7 separate regions of the Mus musculus genome follow, and regions 2, 3, 4, 5, 6 and 7 are each linked to region 1. A link is a contact called in public Hi-C, HiChIP or PLAC-seq and promoter capture Hi-C data. All regions are on one chromosome and are shown on one strand. Each heading gives the region's core, a stretch centred on a gene start, on an enhancer-like site or on the middle of the called end of the contact. The rest is flanking DNA. Distances are from core to core; before and after follow the strand shown. Region 1 holds the start of Cited2 (Cbp/p300-interacting transactivator, with Glu/Asp-rich carboxy-terminal domain, 2). Region 2 has its middle 330 kb from the start of C330004P14Rik. Region 3 has its middle 220 kb from the start of C330004P14Rik. Region 4 holds the start of Ifngr1 (interferon gamma receptor 1). Region 5 overlaps Gm40604 (a long non-coding RNA gene). Region 6 has its middle 370 kb from the start of C330004P14Rik. Region 7 has its middle 260 kb from the start of C330004P14Rik.

The links. Promoter capture Hi-C pulls out the DNA fragments that hold promoters and counts their contacts. A called contact is a pair of places that touch in the nucleus more often than the background predicts. HiChIP or PLAC-seq counts read pairs in DNA pulled down with a chosen protein or histone mark. Capture Hi-C pulls out chosen DNA fragments and counts their contacts.
Region 2: an H3K27ac HiChIP or PLAC-seq map of VIP interneurons shows a contact between it and region 1, with 9 times the contacts expected there. The contact joins the enhancer-like site here to the promoter of Cited2 in region 1. A contact is called at or near these places in 4 of 39 promoter capture datasets (the 3T3-L1 cell line, hippocampal neurons and liver), 2 of 15 datasets of contacts at CTCF or cohesin (large pre-B cells and pro-B cells) and 16 of 115 datasets of contacts at active chromatin or transcription factors (the NIH/3T3 cell line, SST interneurons, T-cell acute lymphoblastic leukemia and 13 more).
Region 3: an H3K27ac HiChIP or PLAC-seq map of the NIH/3T3 cell line shows a contact between it and region 1, with 11 times the contacts expected there. The contact joins the enhancer-like site here to the promoter of Cited2 in region 1. A contact is called at or near these places in 3 of 39 promoter capture datasets (the 3T3-L1 cell line, hippocampal neurons and pre-B cells) and 6 of 115 datasets of contacts at active chromatin or transcription factors (the NIH/3T3 cell line, VIP interneurons, bone marrow-derived macrophages and 3 more).
Region 4: a contact with region 1 is called in a promoter capture Hi-C map of liver, with 3 times the contacts expected there. The contact joins the promoter of Ifngr1 here to the promoter of Cited2 in region 1. A contact is called at or near these places in 1 of 39 promoter capture datasets (pre-B cells) and 1 of 9 other capture datasets (liver).
Region 5: a contact with region 1 is called in a promoter capture Hi-C map of liver, with 8 times the contacts expected there. The contact joins the enhancer-like site here to the promoter of Cited2 in region 1. A contact is called at or near these places in 4 of 39 promoter capture datasets (embryonic stem cells, hippocampal neurons and liver), 2 of 15 datasets of contacts at CTCF or cohesin (large pre-B cells and pro-B cells), 5 of 484 Hi-C or Micro-C datasets (the AML12 cell line, cardiomyocytes, cortical neurons and 1 more) and 16 of 115 datasets of contacts at active chromatin or transcription factors (the 230-238 cell line, the NIH/3T3 cell line, T-cell acute lymphoblastic leukemia and 13 more).
Region 6: a contact with region 1 is called in a Hi-C map of the C2C12 cell line, with 5 times the contacts expected there. The contact joins the enhancer-like site here to the promoter of Cited2 in region 1. A contact is called at or near these places in 4 of 39 promoter capture datasets (embryonic stem cells, hippocampal neurons, liver and 1 more), 2 of 15 datasets of contacts at CTCF or cohesin (large pre-B cells and pro-B cells), 2 of 484 Hi-C or Micro-C datasets (the C2C12 cell line and myeloid progenitors), 16 of 115 datasets of contacts at active chromatin or transcription factors (the 230-238 cell line, the NIH/3T3 cell line, T-cell acute lymphoblastic leukemia and 13 more) and 1 of 9 other capture datasets (embryonic stem cells).
Region 7: a Hi-C map of embryonic cerebral cortex shows a contact between it and region 1, with 4 times the contacts expected there. The contact joins the enhancer-like site here to the promoter of Cited2 in region 1. A contact is called at or near these places in 6 of 39 promoter capture datasets (the 3T3-L1 cell line, the C10 cell line, embryonic stem cells and 3 more), 1 of 15 datasets of contacts at CTCF or cohesin (large pre-B cells), 3 of 484 Hi-C or Micro-C datasets (embryonic cerebral cortex, embryonic somatosensory cortex and neural progenitor cells) and 14 of 115 datasets of contacts at active chromatin or transcription factors (the NIH/3T3 cell line, acute myeloid leukemia, astrocytes and 11 more).

What each region holds. Positions count from the first base shown.
Region 1 is chr10:17,721,950-17,724,649 of GRCm38.p6, reverse strand. Cited2 (Cbp/p300-interacting transactivator, with Glu/Asp-rich carboxy-terminal domain, 2) reads right to left here and starts at 1,422. Exons shown (of 2, transcript NM_010828.3): 1 at 1,191-1,422; 2 at 1-712. The coding sequence starts at 704.
Region 2 is chr10:16,122,521-16,125,220 of GRCm38.p6, reverse strand. No RefSeq gene overlaps it. Among named protein-coding and RNA genes, the nearest start is that of C330004P14Rik, 330 kb to the right of the region's middle. Within about 2 kb of position 1,435, at least 7 of the 459 cell types and tissues checked have an H3K27ac peak or open chromatin away from gene starts, as enhancers often do. A contact at or near this core is called in VIP interneurons, where this site is marked.
Region 3 is chr10:16,013,695-16,016,394 of GRCm38.p6, reverse strand. No RefSeq gene overlaps it. Among named protein-coding and RNA genes, the nearest start is that of C330004P14Rik, 220 kb to the right of the region's middle. Within about 2 kb of position 1,359, at least 7 of the 459 cell types and tissues checked have an H3K27ac peak or open chromatin away from gene starts, as enhancers often do. A contact at or near this core is called in the NIH/3T3 cell line, where this site is marked.
Region 4 is chr10:19,590,560-19,593,259 of GRCm38.p6, reverse strand. Ifngr1 (interferon gamma receptor 1) reads right to left here and starts at 1,311. Exons shown (of 7, transcript NM_010511.3): 1 at 1,063-1,311. The coding sequence starts at 1,174.
Region 5 is chr10:15,745,845-15,748,578 of GRCm38.p6, reverse strand. The region is part of intron 2 of Gm40604 (a long non-coding RNA gene); the gene reads left to right. Among named protein-coding and RNA genes, the nearest start is that of Gm32283, 8.0 kb to the right of the region's middle. Within about 2 kb of position 1,463, at least 4 of the 459 cell types and tissues checked have an H3K27ac peak or open chromatin away from gene starts, as enhancers often do. A contact at or near this core is called in liver, where this site is marked.
Region 6 is chr10:16,158,385-16,161,084 of GRCm38.p6, reverse strand. No RefSeq gene overlaps it. Among named protein-coding and RNA genes, the nearest start is that of C330004P14Rik, 370 kb to the right of the region's middle. Within about 2 kb of position 1,379, at least 18 of the 459 cell types and tissues checked have an H3K27ac peak or open chromatin away from gene starts, as enhancers often do. A contact at or near this core is called in the C2C12 cell line and acute myeloid leukemia, where this site is marked.
Region 7 is chr10:16,051,857-16,054,633 of GRCm38.p6, reverse strand. No RefSeq gene overlaps it. Among named protein-coding and RNA genes, the nearest start is that of C330004P14Rik, 260 kb to the right of the region's middle. Within about 2 kb of position 1,468, at least 10 of the 459 cell types and tissues checked have an H3K27ac peak or open chromatin away from gene starts, as enhancers often do. A contact at or near this core is called in embryonic cerebral cortex, where this site is marked.

The DNA.
Region 1 (2,700 bases), core at 173-2,672:
CCCATTTCTATCACTAAGGACATAAGCACTTCCTCGTCGATGAAATCAGTGTCTATGACATTGGGCGGCAGCATTGCCGCGGGGACGTGAGCCACCGAGGCGGGCATGGTGCTGCCACCGCCGCTGCCGCCCGCGCTGCTGCCACCCGCGCCGCCCGAGGTGCCGCCGGAGCCGCCGGGGGTGCCGCTGCCACCCGCACCGCCAGGGGTGCTGCTGCCTCCGCTGTGCTTGGGGTTGCAATCTCGGAAGTGCTGGTTTGTCCCGTTCATCTGGTGGCCTGCAGTGGGGTGCAAATCCGGCATGTAGTGGTTGTGGGGGTAGGGGTGATGGTTGAAATACTGGTTGTTGAGCTTCTGCAGCTGCATGCTGGCCGGCAGGGAGCCTCCCTGGCTGGCCACCGGGGGACCCATGAACTGGGAGTTGTTAAACCTGGCGGCCGGGGCCAGAGCGCTCGGGGGGTGCCCCCCGTTCACAGTCCCCGGCCCCATGGCGTGCCTGATGCCGCTCGTGGCATTCATGTTGCCCGCGCCGTAGTGTATGTGCTCGCCCATGAGGGCGTTGAAGGCGTGCTGGGGCTGCTGCTGCTGGTGATGATGCGGGCTCGGGAACTGCCCCATGCCCATGCGGTGGGCAGGGTGGTGGTGCAGCCCGTTGGTGCCGTCGGGGAAGCGCCCGTGGTTCATGGCCATCATATGGTCTGCCATTTCCAGTCCTGAAAGCGAAACGAGCAGACGCTGAGACCCGCGCCACACGTGTCGCCCACCAGAGCGCACCCCACTTCTGTAGCCCCCCGTACCCGCGAGCACGTCTCAAGCTGCAGACCACCACCCCCGAGAGAGCCCACCAGCAGCCCGTGCACCCGAGCTCGCTACCTCGGCGGACCTGCTGCCTGCCGGACCCGCACAGCCTGGCGCTGAGCGACCTGCCCCTTCCCCTAGGATCCGGGAAAGTGTGGCGGGGGGAGGGGGACCGGAGCCCACACCCCCCTGGGTTCCCTGAAGTGGCCTAATAAAGGAAGTGCCCCGGAGCCGGGCCGCGAACTTCAGGCATTCAATCAGCCCTCCTCACCCTGTGGTTGCACATCCTGTTGTTATTCCCCAGCTCCGCCTCACGCTTGTCCCCGGAGCCAGCCCTGCCCTCGGAGGACTAGGCTGGCAGCAGCCCTGGCTAGCTTCGCCCGCCGCGCTCACCTTCCGTCTTTGCGATTTCTGCTCGGAACACCGAAGGCGGGCTCGTCGAGTCCAGGACCGGCTCAGCAGCACATAGAGGGACAGCCGATGGGCTGTGAGGCGCTCGCCGGTGCGAGGTTGGCGCCGAGGTCTTGCAGCAGCCGCTGGAGCAAATTCCGAGCCGTTCCCTTTTCTTTTCCTCCGCTGCCCTAGCCGCTCCGCAAGACCGCCAGGCAGCTGCCAACAATGAGCTGTGTTTCTCCGGGCTTTGGCCACTGTTAATATAAGGATCTCAGGAAGGGCGGAGCGACAGCCTCCCCGGCGGCAAGCGCAAACACACGGATCCCGGAACATCAGCACCCTGGATCGGGTCCTCTGCCGCGTCCGCGAGTCCGCGCTGCACGTGCGCAGCGGCTGCGCGCCCCGGCGCCGCCCAGCAGGTCTCCGGACCGAAGTGGCTTTCTGGCTCCCAAAGGCGAGGTTGTGCCTGCCACCTCAGGGACACGGAGCTAGTCCTCCCGGCCACCCAGTGCACGGAAGCATCTACAGGAGAGGAGCAAGGAGCACTCCCCACCTCCTTCTGGCTAGATCTCCCCACCCCCAGCTCGCTCACCCGGCTTACCTAGTGATCTGCCCTGCCCTCTACAGGAAAAAGGGGTTCGCTCAGCCTCCCTGCCCTGCAGAGTTTTCTTAGGTGCCAAACTCTTCCCAACCTACGAAGAATGGCTATGCTTTCCCGAGTTAGATTTTTAAAGCCCTGGGCCGATCGTGTCCTGTCCTCTGAGCGCGCTTTCCTGAGCCGCGCCTTTGTGTTTGTGTTTGTGGTTTTGTTTTTTTTTATATACAGGCAGCACGTACACCTAACTGAGGTATTTTTCTTAGTGTGGATGCACCCTTTAACTCCCCACCCCTCACCCCCGCTCCGCACCTCCACTCTTTTCAAGGACAGGGGTTGGGGGCGGGGAGCGGCAGCGGCTGCAGGTGGACCGAGCGCGCTCACAGGCCGGGGCGGCTCCACTCCCGGGGTTCTGGAATCCGCTCCGCACTTTACGGCCTGCTCCACGCTCCGGGAGTACGTGTGCTTCTGCTAAGTTTGCGTTTGCAGCTCTTGGTAGCTTTGGCATCCGAGCTGAGGCGTCCCTGCTCTGTAAACAAACTCAGCGATCCTCGTCCCCAGATCCACCTTTTTGCACATACACAGTTACTTGCTTCTGCTGTTGCCCTTGATCCAGGAGGTGGGGGTGTGTGCAAACTTGCACAGCCTCCCTCCGGGCTCTTGCCTGACGGTTTGGGGTTGATTTAGAAGCAAACGGGTTTGTAATTAAGAAATTCGAGGGCTGAGTAAGGCTGCTGCTGCTGCAAAAGGAAAACAGATAGATAGCTTGGTAATCGCTTTGTAAATAAAGTCGTTTTGGAAGTGGGCACGTAGCAGCACGTCCTGTATGGCACAGTGCGCGCACACACGGCTACTAGTCTTCCTTTTCAGTGAAATTGTTCAGTGGAGCAATAGGCGGTGATAATAATAACCTTG
Region 2 (2,700 bases), core at 186-2,685, 1.6 Mb after region 1:
TAAACATTGATATAAATGTATTATATAATTTTGGGGTATGTGCATTTAACTTTGTCAAGCAATTAATTTATGAAGAGTCATGATATCCAAATAAATAATATAGCAAGTATATAAAAATCAATTATTTTTATAATCACCTTAAATTATAATAAGTATAAAATAATATTCATATGAAAAGGCAAGGAAAGCATTGGGAAGTGGATAAAATATTGAAACTCGTTGAAATTTTTAAATATATTACTTTTTAAATGTAACATTAAGAGAGATGGTTCAGCATTTTGAAATTGAATTGAAATAATCTCCAATACATCTACATACATATAAATAAACATATGTGTGAATAATTTAAAAACAAAATCTCTAATGTGACAGACATTTATAATTTCACCGGTTGAATAATCAAGGGTACTGGTAACATTTGGTGTTACTGAGGATGAGAGGAGAGTCTGCTGACCCACTTTATGTATGAAAAGACCATGTGCTTGCATAGTCCACTTCCGGAAAGTCTAAATAAGTATAAAGACACACCACAGGATTGATTGTAAGTCACAATTTCTACATTAGCTATAGCTTATAATCTATGTAGCAAAAAAGCTTGTTTACAGATGCAATTCTTATTTGCTGCACAATCACATTCATACATTAAGTCCCTTGTAAATACACAATGCATCCATCGCATTCATGACTGTTTAAATTTGTCATTAATAGACATTATTTTCAAATAAAATTGTAGATTTCTTTTTGGAATATTATGAATCCTTATGTAAAACCAATCTTAAACAGTAATAAATAAATAAATAAATAAATAAATAAATAAATAAATAAGGATTGATTTCTTCTTTGTTATCTGACAACTCTAGGAACCTATTTAAAAATGAATGGGTTTATGAAGTCCATCATTTCCTGTTCTCCCCTGTCTCCTAGATACCTTCCATGCCTTCCAGGAAAAAAGCTACTTCTGTAAATATAATGGAAATTCATTTGTGAGCGATGTTTCTGCTCTGTATAGTACTAGTAACAGAAACACTTGGTTTGAAGCCAACAGATACTATTTTGGGCTTAGTATAATTTTCCAGCTGTTGTTGGGGAAAGCGTGTTATACTTCCCCACCCATTACACTGACATTCTCATCTATACATTTATATTTTGCTGCTTTTTCAAATCAGTAATGCAGCTGCCACAATATGCCTCCTACTTCCAGCAGGTGGTAAATTATTCTCTGCACAAAATGACATCATTCCCTATCTTGCAGAAAAACATGCCCTCCAAGCAGAGGAAAGGGCAGAACCATTATAGGAAACAAGATTTAGATGATTTTCTCACATCATAGTTAGTGAAACCACACTGTAGATTTTAGAGAATTAATACCTAAGGCAATGAAATCAAGTTATCAATGAGAGTTGAAAAATTCAGTAAAATAAAAACAATTAAGATCAACATTGCCGAGACATGGTTTGCCTGCTTCAGAGGCACAGAGCAGAAACTGAATCGATTTTTATTGCCCTGTTCCTGGCTTCCTTCATCTGCAACAGAAAGGAAAATATTTGTACTACACTTAAGATAATTTCTCTGCTTAGAAAGCTCCATGTTACTGATGATTTTTATATGTTTTATTAAGCTAAACCATATATAAATATACATTAGTGTCACACTAGCTTAAAACTTTTATCTCCCCCAAACAGAAGCCTGTTTGATAATCGATAGAAAGAAATTTGGGCTAGCATTCTATTTTAAAAGAAGGGCAGTATTTCTTTCTTTTTTTTCTAATCCAGATAAACGGGAATGTGGTTTTATAAAACCCTAAATCTGTGTGGCTATATAGCAGCATATTGTAGAGGGGCAAGCACAGAAGTGAATCTGTGATTTCAAACTATTTGCCATAAATTCAAACAACAGATATTAAAAACCATCTGCTGTAAATGAATCATCATATTTATTCATTTTGTTTATCCATGTACCTCAGATTAAATCACGTGTGGGTATACTGAACAGGTTTCAAGTGCGTAAATACATTTAATAATTACTTATCTCTAAGTCAAAACCAAAAAATCCAAGATAGATCCATTACTATCAGTATATTAACATTTATCAGTTTTCTTATTTAAAATATGAAACATATATCATGGTACCTAGGTTTTCGAATAAGGTCTTCTTTTTCCACATACGGAAATCATGCCATGTATATACTGCCTTTCTTCTCATAAGAACCTTTTTCAGAAATAAAGAGATCCTTTTAATTTTTTCTTCTCTTTTATTGGACATTTTCTTTATTTTCATTTCGAATGTTATCCAGGTCTCCCTATACCCCATCCCTCCTCCCACTGCTTCTATGAGGGGGTTTCCCTACCCACCTCACTGCCCTCCCATTCCCCTACACTCGGGCATCGAGCCTTTCCAGGACCAAGGGCCTTTCATCCCATTGATGCCAGACAAGGCTATCCTTTGCTACATATGTGGCTGGAGCCATGGGTCCCTCCATGTGTATCCTTGGTTCGTGGTTTAGTCCCTGGGAGCTCTGAGGGAGCTGGTTGGTTGATATTGTTGTGCCTCCTCTGGGGTTGTAAACCCCGTTAGGTCCTTTAGTCCTTTCTTTAACTCCTCCATTTGGGACCCTGTGCTCAGTCTAATGCTTGGCTGTGAGCATCTGCCTCAGAAATCGTTTTCGAGTCATGTTAAACTATAATCTCTAGTACAGGATAG
Region 3 (2,700 bases), core at 110-2,609, 1.7 Mb after region 1:
CCTTTGGGTTTTCTTTATTGTTTCTACTTCCATTTTTAGATCTTGAATGGTTTCATTTAACTCCATCACCCATTTGGTTGTGTTTTCCTGTAATTCTTTAAGGGATTTTTGTGTTTCCAATTTAAGGACTTCTATCTGTTTAGCAGTGATTTCCTGTAAATCTTTGAAAGAATTTTGTGCTTCCTCTTTAAGGACTTCTACCTGTTTAGCAGTATTCTCCTATATTTAAGTGAGTTATTAATGCCCTTCTTAAAATCCACTACCAGCACCATGAGATATTATTTTAAAACTGAATCTTGTTTTTCAGGTATGTTGGGTAATCCAGGACTTGCTCTGGTAGGCATACTGGGTTCTGATGATGCAGAGTGGTCTTGGTTTCTGTTAGTAAGATTCTTATGTTTGCCTTTCCTGATCTGGCAATCTCTGGTGTTAGATGTTCTAGCTGTCTCTGGCTGGAGCTTGTTTCTACCGTGAATCTTTACCCTCTGTCAGCACTCCTGGGAGTCCAACTCTTTCCTGAGTCTCAGTGGTCAGAGCACTCTCTGCAGGCAAGCTCTCCTCTTGCAGGGAAGTTGCACAGAGGCTGGAGATCAGATCCACCTCCTGGCTGAAGATGAAGGCCAAAAGGGACCCTGTCCAAGAAGCTCTGTTGCTTCTGTGTCCCATGATCTCTCTTGTGTGGACTGGTTTCTGTGAGACCCGGGTGTTCTCAGCTGAGTCCTGGGGTCAGAGCCCTCTTTGTGCTAGGGAACATGGAGAGTCCTCTGGGAAATGTGGGATCTTCTGCAGAGGTTGAGCCCAAGGTGGCATGGGGCTGGCACCTACCAGAATGAACCCCAGCTGCTAGTCAGGTGGTTTTCCTTTGTCCCTGTTCTTGCTGTTACAAGCCCCTCCGGGTTGTTTTGAGACAGATGTTGTATTTCACTCACCAGTGATCCCAAGATCCTGGGTGTGCTAGGGTGCCTGCTGCAGGGAGAGTCCTCTGGGTACAGTGGGACCATCTGCCAAGGTTGAGCCCAAGGTGGCCAGGGGCTGAAGCTGACAGGAACCAATATTTGTAGTTCTTTCAGAACTTTGGCTGATTGGTTCACTCAGCTGTTCTGACCCAAACTTCTCCTCAAGCTGACTGATTCAAATTTGTTTCTCTTAGCTTCTGAGTGAATTGCTTTGCTTGGGAAAACTGGCTTTAAATTCCATAAACTGCACTGACTGAATGTATATGAACAGAATTGCACAAACTCAAATGAACTTAACTGCATTCTACTGAATTGCATTGAACTATATTGAATTGAAATCAACCGGATTCCACTGTACTGCCTGAATTCAACTGAAATATATTTACTAAACTTCCCTTTCTCTGACTCACTCTGAGCTGTTCTCTTAAGTAGTTCTTTCCTACTCTCATGAAAGTTGGACACATCCAACTTCTGTCTTATTGTGTCAAATCTTTTTCTGATTAGTCACTTTGTCTGCCCTTCAATTAGACATCACTTTCAAATATGGCAGCTTCCTTATACAAACTAAACTTACCTACATTGTTTGGAACTAAAGGTGTGTATAGTAAGGGCATGGATTTACTCCAGACAGATCATATTGCAATTCAGGATGTGTCTGTTTTCCAGCCAGATCACATCTGATCCTACTGTATAGATGTCACTATAAACCTAAAGGAAGAAAATTCCATTCTTATTGAGAGTCAAATACAAACTGAAGTACAGTAAAAACATATGAGAAAGTACTTCCACATAGTTCTACTTGATTACTTCACATTCACACTCAGGGAATAGAATAGGGTGAAAAGCAAGCTTATTACTTTCAGTAAGTTACCTACCTTCATTTACATAATTCAACATTCCTTTTAAAGAGATTGATCCGGCAAGTGTTCTCATGTAAACCACCACATTTATGGTAAGTCCTGACAAACCAGCTGAGAGGCACATGATTATTGAGCCTGCTAAATTGACAACACTATTATAGTATCACAAACATTTAAATGCTTTATACACTGGCACTGAGTCATATCTCTGGGTTCCTGTTGTCTTTTATCTTTTTATATGTGCTCTCTCTTTCAGTATAATTTCAAACATTGTATAAATGTTTGGATAGTTGCATGCTATCCATTATTATCAATTTAGCATGTAATGTTTTCTAATTCTTCATCCTACTGTTAATGAAAGTTTAACTAATTTCCACTCTTTGTTGACTATCACAGAGACAGGGCTAATGTATATTGACTTGCTCAGTGCTGTTTGCTCATAGTATTCTAGGTCACTTAATTCCAAGACTTGGGTAGAAAATGATGAATTATTCATATTGCATGTTTCAATATCTACTTTGCTTTTAAATACACACTGGTTGACCTCAGGAAAATATGTTTTTTAAAGTTATATAAAATATGCAAGTTACTTCTGTAAAAAGGCACTTTTGCTCAGTTCAGCTTTTCAAGTACTCTATTAAAACCTAATTTTGCATCCTACAGCAAAGACACTATTATCTTTGGTAGAATGAGTCTGTGGTTACAGTGTATCTCCTACATCCTCGGCAATGGAAACTTACCATTCAAGTCCAATGGTGGATCAAGAGATGAGTCATTGCAGAACAACAGTAGAATAGGCAAGGATACTGGAATTCTTCTGGTAGTAATTAGTGCCCCTGTAATAGAAACTACTGAGAGATAGTTAGTCATTGTACCATGTAAGG
Region 4 (2,700 bases), core at 62-2,561, 1.9 Mb before region 1:
ATTTTAATAAGACATTTTCATACATATTGCATACATACCATTATTGCTTCTGATTCATTCCTTAGTTGCTCCTGGCTCTCTGTTTCTGGTCACCTGCCTCCCCCAAGAGTCCTCTCTTCTACATTAATGTCCCATGAGTTTTATTACCCTGCTTTTGCTTGTTTTAAACTCTTCTTCCTCAAGATCTCTTCCTCCCCTCTCATGATTTCCTACACACACTTCTCTGGGGTTGATTTATCATAAGAAAACATGGTAATTGTCTTTTTTAATCTGGCTGTGTAACACAACTAACACTTTTTCTGATTCCACTGTTCTGCAATTATGATTTCATTTTTCTCTATAGCTCAGTGGAACTTCAGTTTGAACATGCACCTCATTTCCTTCATCTGACATCTAGGTGGTTACATCCTAGCTACTGTGAAAATCAGGTCAAGGCAGGATTGGAATCTGCACGCCTAACTGAAGCTCCTGGAAACCATAGGAGGGGTTCAGAGCTGGAACTCGCCTGAGAGTTAAAGAGGTCTCCCCATGCCTTCCAGCAGCTGGAGATTGGGAACTTCTCAGATACTTACGATTAGGGACTGGAAGGGCATGAAAAGTTTTATTGCTGTCTCTAGAGCTCTAATCATAAAGAGGAACTATTCCCAGCATATATGTCCTGGGAATATATAATCATTTGAAATCAAAGGCTCTGAGGATTTAAGCTACGAGAAGAACCCTTGCATCTCAACACTTAAACGCCAGACTAACAAACAAATCAGAATCTCTTAGTATCCGTTGGCACCCCTTTTCCTTCAGAGGATTCCGACTACAGATTGAAAATAAAGTCTGTAAGTCATACACACAATGCCAAACGCTGCCGTGGAAACTAACTGTAAAACAGACCACAGATTTGTGTTGTGTCGGCAAAGAAGAGGCGAAAGCGGCGTGTAAACCGCGGAGCCCCCGGGGCCCCTTGGGGCTGCCTTGCCCAGGGCGGCGCAGCAGGAACGCAGGGACTTCCCAGCCCGGCGCCTCCGGCCTGGCCTCCCGCCCCAGCCCGCAGCGGCTCGGAGAGATTACCCGAGGGAGGCTCAGGATCCTCAGTGCTCGTCAAAGCTCCACTCCCGACCTTCGCAGACAGCATCAGGACCACCAGCAGAATCATCCTGCCAGCTGCCGCCTGCGGGCCCATTCCTGCGCGAGGGACACCTCTGACAGGGGACCCGCGCTGCCCGTGGCCTGGCCTTGGCGTCACGTCCGCCGCAGACTAGTCGCCAAGTCCGCAAGCGGCCTGCCGGGGAGCTGGGTGGGGCCAAAACCAAAGCTTGAGAGACCAGCCTGGGACTGAGGGGCGTGGCTTAAGTGGGAGGCGGAGCCTCACGGGGCAAAGGGTTAAAAGGCAGCTCTTCAGGGGCGGACTCAGGGCGGGGGTCTAGCCAGAGAGGCGGGACCAATACGCAATCTCTTAGAGTTGATTGGAGGTTGGGAGTAGAGGTGGGATGTGAGGCGGGGTCTATACAAGGAGGCGTGTCTTGGCGGGTCTAAAGTGGACTAGGACATGGTTATAGGCGAGGTCTGGACTGGGGAGCCAGGCAGTGCGCTGCGTGGGCGGAGAAGTTTCACTAAGTTGGAGAAGGGGTGGACTAGCCTGAGGTTTGAAACTGTGGGCTCTTCTCTGTATTCAGGACCTGGACTGTGGATACGTTTGAAACTCTGACCGGAACCTTACCTTCTTCAGCCTGACACTACCTTCCTCAGTTCCTCATTCTGGTTATGTAGTAACCTGGGGTTGGAGATTTTTGCCTCAGTCCACAACCAGACACCATGCTTATCTCATCCCTCAGCATGAGGCGTGTTGGAGCCTGAGGTGTTAGAGAAGTTACAAAAATCCTTCTCCAGTTCCCACCAGTTTTGTCCGCGGAACTTAAACTTCTGGTTTTCAAGACAGTTTGTTCAGACTCCCACAACGCAAATCCAATGTGCTTGGCTAGCACTTTATTCTTAGCAAAAACAAACTACCACCACAAAAAGCACATGCCCATTTTAATGATGAAATGTCAAAGGGCGGATCACTAAGTAGTCTTTCATCAAGAGATCGTCCCTCTTGCCTCTCTGACCGCACCGGTTAGTTTAAATCTCTCTCATTCCCCTAAATTCACTTTAGTGACCTTGCACTTACTATAGACAACACTCTTGTGCTGCCTCACTCGCCTCAGCTCTCTTTTATCACCATGTCTGCAAGGAATTTGAATGCAACCCACTCTCCCCTTCTCTTTACTCCACTTTATTTTTAATAACACATTTGCACCCCCTCCTACAATATGCATATTGATTTGATTTTCTCTGCTTCCTAGAATGCAAGCTCTATACCGTAGAGAGAGATACTGGCATGACATTCTCTGAGTCTTCCAAGCAAAATGTTATGAAGACATTCTGCAGACTTGGAGTTACCAGCTAAGGCTTGTTATTTGTCTTGATTAATTAACGAATTAATTATGCTAATAGCCCAGCATTTCTCAGACTTTGACGTCAGGATAAATCTTGGTGACCTTGTGCAGGTTCAGATTCAGTACATATGATTCAGGTTAGACTTCAGTTTTCTGCATTTCTGAAAAAGGTACACAGCAAATGTCTCACCCTTGGTGCTACAGATGTGAGTACTTGGAATAAGAGTTTGGGTGTGCATCTGATATGCACCTCAAGAAAGGCATTTCTGGT
Region 5 (2,734 bases), core at 214-2,713, 2.0 Mb after region 1:
TTCAGATGGACCCTTTATATAGACAGTAGTACATCATATCCACCTAGGCACATATCTTCTGCCTTATAACCATACTGTTCTTAACTTTCTAAATCTATAGCGCCCTCTTTCCAAGGAAAACCACATATTTAGTCATTGGAGTTAAGACATAAATAAATGGGTAAATGACAAAATCAATAGCTTTCAAAGATTTAAAAATCTTAGAAAATTATACATACATATGTTTCAAAATAGAATAATGAATCAAGAATTATAATTATCTTATCATGTTTTCTTACCCATTTTTCATACACAGTAGTTTCTTTATTAGCCAGAGAATAAGCAATGTCACATACTATAAATAGAGAATTAGAACATTGACAATTCACTTATTGATTAAGCTTGTATTAGAGATTATCAACTTTGAAGGCTGATCACTTCACCTGCAAAGACATTATACCCTAAAAAACATTAAGCAAAATATCATTATCTTTTCAGAAATAGGATATTCTATACAAATAATTTAGTGACACCTTGAAAAGTTATGATTTTACTTATAGACCAGAGTAAGCTGAGCATATCTATTCTTTAAGTAGCACCTTGGGTGTGGGCTTCATAGCTGTTTTTGTACAAAATTTTCTAACGTGGTTCTAAAGATATAATGAGAGTGAGGGAGAAATTTAAATTTTGATTTTAAATTGATGTGGTTAAGAAAGTGGAATGTTTTAATTTTTGTAATGTTATTCCTCTGTGTCAAAGGCAGGGTTTTGAAAATGTGAGCTTCCTCGGTAAATAATAGAACAAAAATCAAAGAATCAAACAGAATAGAATATAGGTTGATTGAAAGTGAAACATTTTGTTTTTTGTTGCTCAATTTTTATATAGATTTGAACACCTTAGAAGGTTTTAAGGACACTATATAGGAATCATCAAAATAGTCTATGTTCTTACTACTTGCATTTTATATTTGCTCAGATCAAGTCCTGAAGGATGAGTTCTAAAATCATGACCAGTGCTTTATTAACATATCTGTATTTTCTCATTCAATAGACAGTGACTGTGGAACTCAATGAAGATATTCCAATAACCATATGGAATTGGCAGGCCCTAGCAGATACTCATAATTGGTTCCAAACATTTCCTCTTCTTAACTGTTCAAAACTGTATTATTTAAAAGGGATATTGATGTGAAGAAACTGAGTAACATGGGCCGAACTGATTCTGGTTACATAAGAGGTAATTTTCAAACAAGTTGATACATGTATGCCACTATGCCAAAAGTGATAAAACTAGATTTCAATCTGCCTTTTATATTATTAATTGGGAGAATCTTTCCTTGTGTGTGTGTGTGTGTGGGTTTTTTTTTTTTTTTTTTTTTTTTTTTTTGAAATCCTGGAACTTGATTTGTCATATGACTTCAGGCTTGCCTCCTGCTCGTGGCAATGGTTGAATGTAGACCAAGGGTGGCATTACATTTCAGTCTGTTCTCTAGACCTTTCCTCACCCTCCTTCCCCATCTAAGGCTCCTGCTCAATACTCTGTTTCAGATCCTGGAAAGTCAATAGCTTTTGGAGTTCAAAATAAACAAAGTAGGTACAATGTTCATTATTTCAAGGCCCTCTTGCAACCTCCCTAGAATAGATTTCAAGATCATTAAATGCAGTGCCAGCACAATTTGTTCAGATCTTAATGGAATTTTGGACTGAGCCCAATAAAATAATAAACTTATTTTTGTTGTTTTTCTCCCCTGTGCATGAACTCCCTCAGGCTTTTTGTGGAAAATGTGTTTATTTGGGACAGGATTCAGGTAGCATTACTGTATCAGGCCTGCTATCACCAATCACTTATAAATATGCCTCCCACGTCAACCAAACCATCAGATTAATATTCCTCTTTAAGCATTCGAAAACTAACCCTTCAATTCGAGAAGAATTGAGAAATAGTTTGCTGCTAGATTTGGAAGACTAAATCTATAGCAAAAGTTTTGTAAAATTGGTTCATATGTTATTTTCTCATTTCATTGTGAAATGAATCTACTTTAAAAGTAAGAACACACACACATAACATATACACACACACATGCATGCACACACACACATAAACACACACATGTGCACACACACACATACACACACACAAACAGACACACACAGACACACTCACAAACACACACACACTTACACATACACACACACACACAAACACACACATACACATAAGGGCAGGGAAGACTTTTGCATTACTTTTCTTACATTACATTGCTCAAAGTCTTTTTTAATTTTAATTTTTTAATTAGGTATTTTCCTCATTTACATTTCCAATGCTATCCCAAAAGTCCCCCATATGCTCCCCCCACTCACCTACCCACCCACTCCCACTTATTGACCCTGGCCCTGTACTGAGGCATATAAAGTTTGCACTACCAATGGGCCTCTTTTTCCACTGATGGCCAGCTAGGTCATCTTCTGATACATATGCAGCTAGAGACACGAGCTCCGGGGATACTGGTTAGTTCATATTGTTGTTCCACCTATAGGGTTGCAGACCCCTTGAGCTCCTTGGATACTTTCTCTAGCTCCTCCATTGGGGGCCCTGTGATCCATCCAATAGCTGACTGTGAGCATCCACTTCTGTGTTTGCTAGGCCCTGGCATAGTCTCACAAGAGACAGCTATATCAGGGTCCTTTCAGCAAAAAATCTTCCTAGTGTATGCATTGGTGTGTGCGTTTGGAAGCTGATTATGGGATGGACCCCA
Region 6 (2,700 bases), core at 130-2,629, 1.6 Mb after region 1:
TGTATTTTTCACTCTAACTTCTAAAACTCAGAGTAAATGCTATCAACAACACAGAGTACAGACTGTGTTGCTGTCACAGATCTGACATTAGAAATGTCAGGAAGTCTGGAAGTTTACTTTGTTCAAAGTTATAACAAAAAACATGAGTGATCTAGCAAAATGACTCAGCTTACAGTAAAGGAACTTAAGAAGATATAATCTGAGACTTGATTTTAAATCCACATAAAGGGAGAAGTAGAGAATATATGATCTTGACACATTAAACCATGGCAAGCACATGTAGGTTTATGCATATGTGCATATCACTACACAAGTGCACACACACACAACACACACACAACACACACAACACACACACACAACACACACACAATACACACAACACACACACATGCACACACACACAGACACACACACAACACATACACACAGACACACACACATGCACACACACACAACACACACACACAACACACACATGCACACACACACATACACACACACACAACACACACACACACAACACACACACACACAACACACACACACACAACACACACACACAACACACACACACACATGCACACACACACATACACACACACACACACACATACACACACACAACACACACACACACACAACACACACACACACAACACACACACACACACAACACACACACACACACACACACATACACACACACACACACACACTTGGCAGGGAAAGTAGAGAAAGAGGAGAGATAAAATAAATAATATTTGATATAATGTATGACTAAATATATATTAACCCCCCCAAATCCATATTCACTCTTACGCTGTCTATTGTGTACATGGGATACAAGTCCTAGTACCTAGCTAGCTATGTGGTGATGGGAGAAGAAAACCAAAATTCCAGTGCAATGTTTCATTGAACTCTTTTGCTTAATATTTGAACAGCAGATTCAGAATATAATGCTTTTGGTTGCAAGGGTGTTCATCGGGCTATGAAGGAGGAACATGTGAAGTCAAGTGATGAACAGATTAAAGCCATTGTCCTCAGAACTGATGATGAGAATTAATAATGTTCCTACATTTTCAATTTATACAGGAGGCTTGTTTTATCATAGTTTTTTAGTTGAATATGTTTCAAATTTTTCATACAAAAGAACCGAGTAATCTGAAACTTTCCCTTACCTAACTCTATGCAGCTCTCCATTCACACTTACTTACCATTTTCATCTGTTTTAACATCAAATGATTTCTCTAATCTCAAGAATCCATCTGATGTAAGGAGCCGCCCTTGCAATCATATCCGGTGTTCTAACTGATAAACAATTAGTCTGCATATGTGCTGGGGTATTTCTCCATTCCTTGTGCCCTGCCTGTCCTGTGGCATGTCATCTGGGCTGATAGTGAGCAGCCAGTCAGGGTGAGTCATGTCTCCAACCACTCTTGTGGGTTTTAAAAGGACTGAGTTTCCTGTATTCGAGGTCTTCCTGAGATGTAAGCAATAAAGCTTTGCCGTAGAAGGATCTGGTTGTCCGAGTATGTTTTGCTGGCGAAACATTACAAGGACAAGAATCTGATAAGTGACCAAGTTGAGCAAATTTATAAACTAGTCATTTGTTTTCATTTGTTTTGCGCTTATTATCAGTTATGGAGGTGTACATATTGTGTTGAGAGATGGTTATGATTTTGAAAGTTCAGAGGTTGATATCAGATATTGTCCTTGGTCCCTTTCCATCTTCATCTTGAAAAGTTTGACTTCCTAGGCTGCTAGTCAAGAAATTTTGGGGATCCACCTGTCTCTACAGCATAGGGCTAAGATTATTCCATCATTTCCGGCTTTTTACATCGGGTGTTTTTTAAATCAGCTTTAATCCCCCTATTTGTGAGGCAGGTGCATTACTGACCTCTCAAGCCCCAGAATGTAATGATTGTTACTCCAAGAACGACTCCTCTTAGAACAAGATCCATGTAAGGGGAAGAGTCATGCCCTGTCCTGGAACATCACAGATTGGCTAAGTACCTACATCTTGAATCTTACCTTACATCTGATAGAGGACTAATATCCAAAGTACTCAAGAAGTCAGACTCCAGAAAACCAAATAACCCAATTCAAAAATGGACTACAAAGCTAAACAGAGAAATCTCAACTAAGGAAACTTGAAGGGCTGAGAAGCACTTAAAGAAATAAATGTTCAATATTCTTAGTCATCAGGGAAATGAAAATCAGAACAACCCCAAGATTCTAGCTTACACCAATCTGAATGGCTAAAATCAAGAACTCAGGTAACAGCAGATGCTGACTAGGATGCAGAGAAAAAGGAACACTCCTCCATTGCTGATAGGATTGCAAACGGGTACAAACATTGCAAATCAATCTAGCACTTCCTCAGAAATTTGGAAATAATTCTACACAAACACGAAGTTACACCACTCCTCGAAATATACCCAACAGTTGCTACAGCATGTCAAGAGGATGCATGCTCCACTATGTTCATAGCAGCTTTACTTGGAATAGCCAAAACCAGGAAACAACCCAGATGCCCCTCATCCAAAGAAAGGATACAGAAAATGTGGTTCATTTACACAATGCAATACTACTCTACAATTAAAAATGAGGAAATCATGAAATTTGTAGTTCTTCCTTGATCATTTATAAATTGAATTTCTAAATAAAATTAATTAAATGTCATTATAATTGTCACTG
Region 7 (2,777 bases), core at 219-2,718, 1.7 Mb after region 1:
GATAGTCTCCTGGAAAAATGTGCCTTTCTGTTTGACAGTAATACACATTAATTACACAAACAGACAAAGAGAAAAGTTTGTCTTTCAAGAGTTCATAGATCTTTTACTTGAAAAAAAAATCCTCCAAATTTTACTTTACATTCAGAAAATGATAAGGACAAACCAATTAGATGTTTCAGAATCCAACAATCTGTTTTCATTAAGTAGAGATTAGAATTTGGAGTCAATATAAATATACTTAATACCAACAAGAGGGCAAAAAATACTTAAACATAGGAAATTTATGTTATTTCGTAGAGTGCAATGCTATTTATCATATGCATTTGTACATAAATTAAATCTTGTAAAGGAAAGCATTTTCTTGCTTGTTTATTTAAAATATAATATACCTTTCAAATTTTTGAAGCTTCTGTTCATGTTGACATGATTTCATTTAATCTGATAAGTTTCAAAAGCCCAATTCCATTTTCTATTTTTCAAACCTTCAATCATATTGTGAGCCAAAATCTTTTGAAACATTTTATAGAGAGAATGATATTCTTTTATACTGACCTAGCAAATTTTAACGACTTTGGAGTGTAGAAGATTCAGGACTTGGTTTCAACACTGTTTTGCAAGGAAAGGAAGAAAATCTGCTTTGCATTTAAGACGATGATGTAATGTCTCACATTTGCAGATTATTTAAAATGAAAAGCAGGCTTTCACTACTTGGAAGCCTACGTTCTCATTTGTATGCATGAGAGGAAATGTATCTGAAAATCTATCTATCTATCTATCTATCTATCTATCTATCTATCTATCTATCTATCTATCTATCTATCTACCTACCTACCTACCTACCTACCTACCTACCTATCTATCTATCTATCTATCTATCTATCTATCTATCTATCTATCTATCTATCTATCTATCTACCTACCTACCTACCTACCTACCTACCTATCTATCTATCTATCTATCTATCTACCTATCTATCTATCTATCTATCTATCTATCTATCTATCTATCTATCTATCTCTCATCTATCAATGTCCCTATCTATCATCTATCTACCTTCCTGCCAATTATCTTTTTTTCTGTCTCTCAGTTTTAAGTGTTGGGCCTGGTCAGAACAGGTAACATTAAATAATTTACAACTCTTTTCCACCACACTCCATGCATTAATATGGTTCCTTAAAATAAGATGCTTCTCTTACTAGTGCTTCTCTGGAAGCTGATTTTTTTCTCACCCGTCCTCCCCTCCCCCCCAAAAAAAGAAAAAGAAAACAGAAGAAAAGCAAACCCTGAAACGCAACTGTGCCCAAGGGATTGCTTTCCTTTCATTGTTTATTATAACTACAAACAAAAAGCTGTAAAAGCTCATGTCGCCATGAGGCGCCCTGACAATCTGCCTGTTTAGTCACCAATAATAATGAGGCTTCCACCAGCAATAAGCTTAGTGCTAATCTAATGAGGCCCTGCTTCATTCTCCCATTGATACCACAGCAGCTGCCAAGCACTCGATCTTTAGGACACATAAACAAGAGGTGTGTCTCCAACCAGTTGAAAGATAATTGCCCCTATGATACAGGCATGCTAACACACAAACAGAGCAGTGTCCTATTTCTCTGTACATTTCCTAGAGATAGAATATACAAAAAACAAGCAAACAAACAAACAAACAAAAACAAACAAATGAATTATTCTTCTTCCTAAACTAAGTTTGAAATGGGCACAATCAATTGTTATTGTTGCTGATGGGGTTGGATGATGATGGGGTTTTGATTTCTTTTCCCCTTCTGGGTACCCATCCATTTAAGGGGTTACATGTGACTTACAAATGTGGATATATAAGGAATATGTGATGTCACTTCCTTCACTTAGTTCCCGGAGTGAATGTGATTATGAACAGATGGGCAAATGACACGATCCCACTGCTAATGAACTTCCCCACTGAGCCTGAGGGCAGTGCATTACCCTTTTGTACTTCAGACTCTTAATTATCAGTTTTTTTTTCAGTGTGAATATTACACATGCAGACATCTTTGAATTTAAGTCATGTTGATGGAGCATTATGGACATCATTAACTGGCTCTCTTCTGGCTGGGAAGAAACACATGCTTCTGAAGGCTGAAGATTAAGACATACTGCAGGCAGAACTGTCACACTGGATTCTAAGTTAATCATCTATGAAGGGGAGGAGACCTTATTGAACACATCAATTTTTAAGGAACATACGCTTTTATAAGAGATGAGAGGGGAAAAAAATCTAAAAAACATGCTGTTGTTGGAGAAATTGTGTGTGTGCTAGAGCACAGATGTTGAAAGCTACTGTTGCTTTGAATTTAGCCACCAATATTAGAATCCATACAGTTAGCTGAGATCATTCATAATGTACTGGCAATTTCCTTCATTGAGTCTAAAACACTTTCGTGGCAGGTATAAAAATTTTATGTCACTTGGTCAAGTGATGTGGTAATTTTTACTGCTATCTTATGAAACCTGCACTTCATTCTCCTTGAAAGTAAACAAACTAGAGATTTGAGACTCACAGGATATTTCATGACATCCTCATATAACTAAACTTGTTAGATATATAGGTATAATTTATTCAGTCAGCATAAGATTGCCTCCATTAAGGCCAACCTAACCTCTGATGAAAGTCTTTGAGTATTTTACCCAGTTGGCTGCAATTCTCTCATCAGTCTGAGACAGAGGATGCTCATGCTGCCTGGGATTGGAGTTATCAACATACCCATTTTAACATGGATTTAAAACAACTGTAAGTAATGTTTAG